Linked DNA regions of Zea mays: region 1 is linked to region 2. The links are chromatin contacts, called in public Hi-C maps. All regions are on one chromosome and are shown on one strand. Each heading gives the region's core, a stretch centred on a gene start, on an enhancer-like site or on the middle of the called end of the contact. The rest is flanking DNA. Distances are from core to core; before and after follow the strand shown.

Region 1 (4,486 bases), core at 1,586-4,085, 200 kb after region 2:
AACATCACATGCATCACCTCTCCTGCAGTTAGGGAAAACAAGCGACGGAGGCATAGAGCAACGACTTCGAGACATCTTTAAGAGAGACATGAAATTTCTCTATTTTTACAAGATCTCATCTACTGTTGAAAACATTTTTTGTTAAAGGAGAACAATTGTTCATCTTCTGCTAGGTGTTCGAAAATGATTAATGCCACTGCTACACAATCTGCTGTTCTAATTCATCAATCAGGTTTCTCTGTGTCATCTAATGTGGACCTACCATGGCGCACCAATACTCGCCATAGCTAACCTCAGAAAATGTATGTGCAAGCCACCGCAGTAAGAGCAGTTGTCAAGAACACAGAGACTACATTGACCCCGTTGTTATCCAGTATGTTCATCCCTGAAATCCTTGTTACCGTTGGACCATCTACACCCACCACCTAAGCAAAACAAACATGACAGAACAGAGAATCAGCTTTCAAAACCAGAGGGGATAAGGATATGTAGACACTGGCAGATTTCAAACAGTTCAGGTTGTAATACCTTTTTGCGAACACTGCAGAACCCACTATACTGAACTGTTGCGCCCAAGAACGAATCGATCAAACTTCCACATAGGCCAGCAGCTGTAGCCAAGGGTATAGCCAGCAGCTGGTTCCAGAATACATCAGGAGCACACTGAGTGGTGAAGAATCCTATCAGCACAAATGCAAGCCCAATCGAGAATCCAGCTGCTGCTGCTGCCAGAAGCCCATCTATGGTTACACCACCATTGGTACCCTTCCGCACTCTCTGAACAAATCAAAAGTAAACAGTGAAAAATTACATGTTTGCTGATGATTTGTGCAATCAGAAAAAAGCCTTAACAGCACCTTGAATGTTGTGATAATTCGTGGCTCAGCTTTACTGAGAATGCCGAGCTCAGATGACCAAGTATCTCCATTGCAGCAAGCATAATGTCCGATAACACCACCAATAAGAGCAGTAACAAGAGTCGACTCTTTTGAATCCAAACACCTATCTGTCCCTCCGGTAACTGATGCTATCAAAACAACCAAGATACTTGCAATACCGCTATTTGACAAAACTTGCTTCCTGCCAATAAGAGTGGGTTGCACCTGCATTAGAAAGATTCAGAAGGGAACTTTCTGAAATCCAAACATATCCAGCTAAGCAATAATGAAAATATTTTTCAATATTAAAAAGCCCACAAAAACAGGCACAATGGTTGCATCTCATTTAAATCCACTGTCATGTGGGACCAAGTCTACCAGCAATGGCTCACGGCGTAGCGTCGCGCCCATGAACAAGGCTTGGTATAGGAAAAGTGAATTTAGGTTTAGCTTCTTGATTGGTAATCAATTGCAAGTACCGTATATGTAGTTTCCCTCTTTCTATCTCCATCATTACTGGTAGACTTGTTCCACAATCAACATGACATCCAGACCAAGAGCCTTTTATTTTCATAAAATGACTCTAATTCTGAAAAGGATGGATAAATATGGGTGGAGGATAATCTTACATCAAAATAGAAACTGTCCATTGTTTATTATTTTCTGTATTCTAGCAACTCTATGAATAAAAGTGAGCATAATGTAACAACCAATGGCATAGCTACTGAGCTAGAGAAAGTAGGCATGCCGGCAAAAATATTAATTACATCAGTGTACAGAAAGGCATACAGAACATCTTTTATTAGACAGTGGACATGATGTGTCCTTAACAGAAGAAAGGCAATTGAATTCAAATTGAGGGGCCTCATCCTTCCACTTATGAAAAGTTAGCTCATCTAGTCATTTTATGGCTGCACAATGCCATATAAAGCCCTTGGTTTCTCCTCTGACACAAAACTATAGGATCACTACCGGAAATAATCGAACAAAACTCCCACCAGATACTCTGATCTCGTCGAAAATTTCTACTGAGATATAAACTCTATCCCAACAAATCAACTCATTATTCTACTAAATAACCAGAATTGAAGTCATCTGAAGTCTGTAGAGAGCTAATGATGTAAACAATAAAAAAATCTCTAGAGAGCTAACAATGTAGACAATAAGTATAAAAAATCAATAATTATCCGATCTGCAGAACCTCAACCTATAACATCATTCACCAACATACAAAATCAAGTAACTTCAGACATAGTTTTCATGTGTTGCATAGATTTACCCCACCATCATACCCCAAACTGAGAAAAGGTATTCCATATCACTCTTGGTTATAAATTGGTAACAGAGGCAGCGATCTCGCTCACCAGTTACGCTGCCCGCCCTCCTTGAACTCGGGATCGAGAGCACGCTTCCTCGCCTCGCCGACCCTCGTCACCCGCGACGACGTGAAGAAGAACACCAGTAGCAGCCCCGCGAACCTGCACGTCCCAGACTCGAGATCTCGTCACGATTTCATGGGCGAGCCCTTCCACCGGAAAGGGAGAACTGAAAAGAGGCGGCTCTCCAACCTGTACCCGGCGACGGTATGAGCCACCATGGCGGGGACTCCGACGAACACGGCGCTGGAGTCGACAGACTTGCGCCGGACAGCGCGCGCCGCGATGGCGGCTCCCGCCGCCACCGCCACTGCCGCACGGATCCAGATGCCGCTACCGCCGCCGCCGCCGTGATCCATTGTGGCGACCAGGTATCGGGATCTTTTTTGAGTTCCCCACGGATGTCCCGTCCTTCCGTCCTTCGTGCCGGCGCGGCTGCAAGCTGAGGGAGCGAGGTGATCTGTCCGCGGCGTGGAGCAGCAGGACAGGCAGTGGAGAGGGGCGTCGCGAGGACCGATGGCGGCGGGGCGAGGAAGAGTAGTTAGCGGGGAGCAGCTACCGGCGAGCGACCAGAACGGTGGAGGGGACGGAGGCGGCAAAATCTCCGTTCTGTAGCGCTCCTCTGGGTTCTCGCGTGCAGAACACGGAGTCCGAACAAATTCTGTGCAAGGATGTAATCTAGATTCTAGAATTCTACATCCAACATTGTCCGATTTTTTTTATTTTATATTCTACTCTTCCACGTCACTCTCTAAAAGATCAAACTACAAAAACGTGAGAAGGTAAAAATATAAAAACACAAAAACATAAAAAGGATAGAAATACAAGAACGACAACTGTCATTGAATCTACATTGATGTTTTGCATGATTTAATTAGGTGCTTGCACTGAATAAGTAATCGCACCCATTTTGCTTTTTATTAAGCGCATAGTATTGTCTTTCCTGTTAGTTTGGCTCGATGCCTGCCCTTCAAGGGTCTTGTATTCTGTTTATATAGATGTACAGGGTACATAGTATGGTAACCATACAAGAGAATCAAGAAAAGGATCAGAGGCGTAGCTCTTCAGGAGAAAGAAAATCAGAGACGCAGCTCTTCAGGAGAGAGGAAATCTGCCCTTCTATCTATAGAATATATGCTATCATTTAACATCCCCCTCAATCTGGACATGGTGAAGCAATGTTCAGATTGCGTCGACATATACTGAATGGTGTAATGGTCAGGGGTTTAGTCATAACGTCCGCCACCTGATCCTTGGACGAAATGATGCGAACCTCAAGTTGTTTAGTAGCCACTCGTTCTCGGACAAAATGGTAATCTACTTCAACATGCTTTGATCGTCGATGAAATATGGGATTAGCACAGAGGTATGTCGCACCAATGTTATCACACCATAAAGTCGGAGCACGAGGCTGTGGAAGACCAAGTTCCCGGAGAAGGACTTGTAACCATATTACTTCAGCAGTGGCATCAGCAATAGCTTTGTACTCAGCTTCTGTACTAGAACGAGATACTGTTGGTTGTTTCCTAGAACTCCAAGAGATGAGATTTTTGCCAAAAAATATGGCAAAACCATCGGTGCTTCGTCGATCATCAGGATTACCTGCCCAATCAGCATCAGAGAAGGCACTGAGCAATGTTGATGACGACTTTGTAATACACATACCCATTTCAATCGTAGCAGTCAAGTATCGCAGAATTCGCTTAACAGCCATCCAATGTTCGAGTGTCGGTGAGGACATGAATTGGCAAACTCTATTGACGCAGAAAGAGATGTCCGGTCTAGTGAGGGAAAGGTACTGGAGCGCACCAACTACACTCCTGTACCTGGTAGCATCCTCGGGAGATAAGGGTTGACCTCCCACGAGCTTCAACGGTTCCGTCGGAGACATAGGAGTAGAGGTACCCTTACAGTTTCTCATGCCAGTTCGGGTCAGGAGGTCCTTTATGTACTTGCGCTGAGACAAAATAATGCCCTGTGAACTCTGGTTAACCTCTACACCAAGAAAATAACTCAAAGCACCAAGATCTTTCACTGCAAAATCTTGTCGAAGCTGTTGAAGGAGACGATCGGTGGCCACTGAAGACGAACTAATAATGATGATGTCGTCCACATATATGAGCATATATATTTGAATGCCTTGGTGATTAAAAATGAATAAGGATACATCAGCTTTGGATGGAGAAAACCCGAGGTCAATTAATTTGGAGCTGAGGCGTGAAAACCATGCAC
Region 2 (4,034 bases), core at 317-2,816:
TAGAGTCGCCGAATAGGGGCAATCAGTTGAGATCAAACGACGCCTAGTCGCCTAGAAACCTCTCGCTCTCTGGGTGTGTGACTGTGTGTGTGTGTGGGACGACGAACGATGCCTAGAAACTTGATCCCGCAGATTTTTGTCTTATAAATGGTACGCCTAGAAAGTGAATTGGGGAAGTATTCGAGAAAGGAAATCGCAGCAGCGTTACCGGGAACGGCCTGGTAGTCGCCGCGGTGGTGGGCGGAGAGGCTCGGCGGCGGGCGCGGGGGCGGGTAGCTGGGCGGCCCCTGGAAGGTGCCGTAGTGTACACCGCCTCCTTGGGGCTTGGAGCCGTCGGCCTCCTCCCCGCTCATCCTGCTGCGCGCCCAACTCCTCTGGCTCTACCCTCTCTCCTCTCCCGGAGGCCGGAGCACGCAGTTTGGTCCGGTAGCCTGACAACAAGTGACAACGCCACACTTTGGACGGGAACAGGAGGGATCAAACTGGGGCAGGAGGAAGGAAGGAGGCCGCCCCGCCAGCTGTCGTCGTGGCCCATGTGCATGCCATGCACGCCACGCGGACGATCGGCTGGCCGTTGCCCTCCCGGGTCCGGGCCCAGCGCCCCCAGCTAATCGTTTCAGAAGAGAACATGCCAAAAGGCGAAATGATCGATCGCTGAGTTAATAATAACCAGTTGATTAGCCGTGGATTTCTTTATAAGCTGAATAACGCCGCGAGACGTGGATGATCAGATAGCATTTGCAGCCGCCGCGGCGGCGGCGAGACTGACTGGACTGCGAGAGAGGCACGCAACGACACGCCAGGCGTGCCACCAAAAAGGTCAATTTGCCACCTCATTCTAAAGCAGCTAGTAACTATTCCGCTTTGGCATGGTGTAGTAGGCTGATGTCATGCCAGAGTGATATTACATGAGTGATTGGATGCTTCTGCTTTTTAAGGATTTATTACTGTATCCTATCGTGATTTCTAGAGCATCACATGCTAGTACAAAGTAATTTCCTTCATCCTTTATTAACTCATACGCTGATTTCTATGGACTAATTTCACATTTATCAAGAGCCACTCCTGTGAAATATTTACAAATGATTTATCTGAGACACCTTGGGCACTGCATCAGAAATTTCTCTACGCTGTGAAATGAAATTTCCCTTCTCTTCGTCAGCATCGACTCCAAGCCGATTCAGAAGTTTTAGACCATACTGTTTTCCCCCTGAATCCCTGATTTAATTTTATGAAATGAGACACTGTTAGAGGTTTTTCTGTGTAAAGCCTCATATTTAAATTTGAGGTACTAGTTTAAAATAACTTGCATGTATTCCTTGACACAATAATGTAGATCGTAATATTTGTTGTGTTATTTCCTCTAGGCACAGAATATTTTGTCAAGTATATTATCATGTAATATTTTGTCAAGAATTTTTAGTTCAGGCAACAGAACAAATGCAAAGCCCGACCCAGTAAGTTATTGGCGCCTTTTTCACGGCCCATCAACGGGGTGTTTGACAACAAAGGCCCATCAACGAGGCATCCGGGTCCGCGCATTGCACTAGCTCCCCCCAGGCTCTACCAGAACCGCCGCCGTTTCTGGATCTCTCGACGGCGAGCAGCGACTCGTCCGGTCGTCCCTCAGCACTGTGCTTGGCGGACGCAGGACAAGACACAGGATGAGGGCTGTGGTGCAGCGCGTCCTCTCGGCCAGTGTCGAGGTGAGCGCGCTCTCCAGTGCACTGCAATTCGCTCGGAATCTTCCCTGAATGCTTCTCTGTGGGGTCGCAGGTCGAGGGGCGAATAGTGTCTGCGATCGGCCCTGGACTCCTCGTTCTCGTCGGCGTCCACGAGGCGGACACGGACTCCGACGCCGACTACATGTATAACACTCTTCTCCTTTCATTCGCCTCCCACTTCCTCCAGTTACTGGTTTATACTGCTAGCCATCGTCTCAATTATTGTCTGTTTACCTATGACTATATCTTTATAGCTCATCAGAATCTGCAGTGGGGATGTGTTCACCGGATATCAGTTAGCAGTGTACTGTGTTGATTCAGTAACCAGTTATTTGAGCTGACGGAGTGATTGCAGTGCAGAATGTAATGATGATCCTTGATAAATGAATGATAGCATTAGTCACTTGTACTGCTAACGTAATCTGTTGTGTGGTATGTTTTTTGTGTTTAGTACCGCATGCGGCATGCATTCGGTGCCAGCTTCGTTATTAGTATTCTTTGGCAAATATATTATGTGTCCAACATATCGGGCTTTGCCAAATTCTGACACCTTTTTTTCTGATATGTTGTTAACTTACCACCCTTTTTATGAAATTTTGTTTATGCTGAAATGTTAAATTAACATGACCTGCTGTTATACCTCTAATTTGCATGCTAATACTACCCTTACATAGTTGTCGGAAGGTCCTGAACATGAGGCTGTTTTCAAATGACAAGACTGGAAAAGCATGGGATCAAAGTGTAAGCCTCAGACCATCTTGGCCCAAAGAATAAAGTTGGCCTACTTGAGAATGTTAATTATTTCTTGCACTTCGTATGAGCTTTGAAGTCTAATTTAAATAAGATTTTTCTTCCCTGCAGGTTATGCAGCGTAACTTTGAAGTGCTATTGGGTAATATGATGATGCAGCCTTTCACCATGTGTAAAATATAAATAGCCTCCATTAAATCTGTTATTAACCACTACATTTCTGACATGATGTCTTCTTCAGTCAGTCAGTTCACCTTATACGGCATCCTGAAGGGTAATAAGCCAGATTTTCACGTGGCTATGTCACCTGCAAAAGCGAAACCATTCTATGCTTCTCTAGTTGAGAAATTTCAAAGGTCATACTCGGCTGATTCAGTGAAAGGTAACAAATATGTATTTTATAATTAATTCGTTGCGCTTTACACAGTTTGCCAACCTGAATTCTTGAATACCAAATCAATGTTCTCTTTCCTTTTGTTAACATGGATATGCCTATATTTTGGATTTTCCTGTTATTATTGATACATTCATTGTAACGTTCCCACGCCGCCCATGGTCCTGTGTTGAACATTCTTTTCTGCTGGATGTACATTTCATCTTCTCAATAGTCACTTCCTGTTATGATATGCCGATAACATAGCTATTTCTTTAGTGATGTTTTCCAGATGTTCTGCTCACTTGTTTACTTCGCTGAACTATTGGCCTATTGCCATAGTATGTCTATGCTCCCCATACTCATAATACATGATCTTCTTGCACTTGTTATTTCTCTGCTGCTACTATTGCTTTTGCTGTTTTGCACTATGTTCCATCTACATCTAAAGATTTCTGCCATGAGTCACTGTATCACATGAAAATATATGTGACGATTTCCTACTTTGACTGGCAGATGGTGTTTTTGGAGCGATGATGAAGGTGCCTCTGACTGAAACATGTTATTTGTCCTCATAGCGTTTGATTGACCTTCTCAGAAAAAAAGGTGTAAATTGGAAAGCCTTGCAGGTTTCTTTGGTGAATGATGGCCCCGTGACAATGCAAATCGACTCACCCTCACTGCAAGGTGCTGCTCAGTCAAGGTGAGTTCGTTCAAATTACCAGGTTTATTTTAATCTTTATTGAACCATACACTTGCTAGCTAGAATAGCATGCAAGGTTATACAGACTTGTCTGAACTATTCATTTCTATGCATTTGAACAGCAATGGTTATGATGATTTGGTTGCGGATGGTGAAGCAAGAGTAGCTAAAGAGACGTGTTAAAATTCTGGGTCTCTTGCTGACCTAGGGTTTAGGGTTCTCCATCACATCTTTCTCATTCAGATTTTTTTGGTGCAGTTGGATCTGAAAGCCCTCCTGCTGTGCACTTGGTATGAACTTTGCGTCTATCTGGTAGGCTGGTCACAAAGAAAATATCAGAATTGAAGTTGGTATTAGTCATGTGATTTGCCGTTAATTTTTTTTAAACAGTTCTAGCGCTTTGTCATTGCCAGTCAGTTACAGCACTGCTTCAGTCTGCGGAGGCATAGCCTTTTGCGCAAATGACAGAACCAGACACATTCTC

The links. A called contact is a pair of places that touch in the nucleus more often than the background predicts.
Region 1: a contact with region 2 is called in a Hi-C map of ear, with 2.3 times the contacts expected there. The contact joins the promoter of LOC100272367 here to the promoter of LOC100282840 in region 2. A contact is called at or near these places in 3 of 25 Hi-C or Micro-C datasets (ear, leaf and tassel).

Annotation. Positions count from the first base shown.
Region 1 is chr3:10,121,103-10,125,588 of Zm-B73-REFERENCE-NAM-5.0, forward strand. LOC100272367 reads right to left here and starts at 2,836. Exons shown (of 5, transcript NM_001146849.1): 1 at 2,447-2,836; 2 at 2,243-2,356; 3 at 858-1,080; 4 at 529-777; 5 at 122-425. The coding sequence starts at 2,613. The coding sequence ends at 294.
Region 2 is chr3:9,922,791-9,926,824 of Zm-B73-REFERENCE-NAM-5.0, forward strand. It overlaps LOC100282840 (D-tyrosyl-tRNA), which reads left to right and starts at 1,567. Exons shown (of 8, transcript NM_001397645.1): 1 at 1,567-1,706; 2 at 1,777-1,868; 3 at 2,399-2,465; 4 at 2,586-2,616; 5 at 2,716-2,856; 6 at 3,364-3,389; 7 at 3,477-3,550; 8 at 3,809-4,034. The coding sequence starts at 1,665. The coding sequence ends at 3,818. It overlaps LOC100284168, which reads right to left and starts at 449. Exons shown (of 4, transcript NM_001157064.2): 1 at 209-449. The coding sequence starts at 353.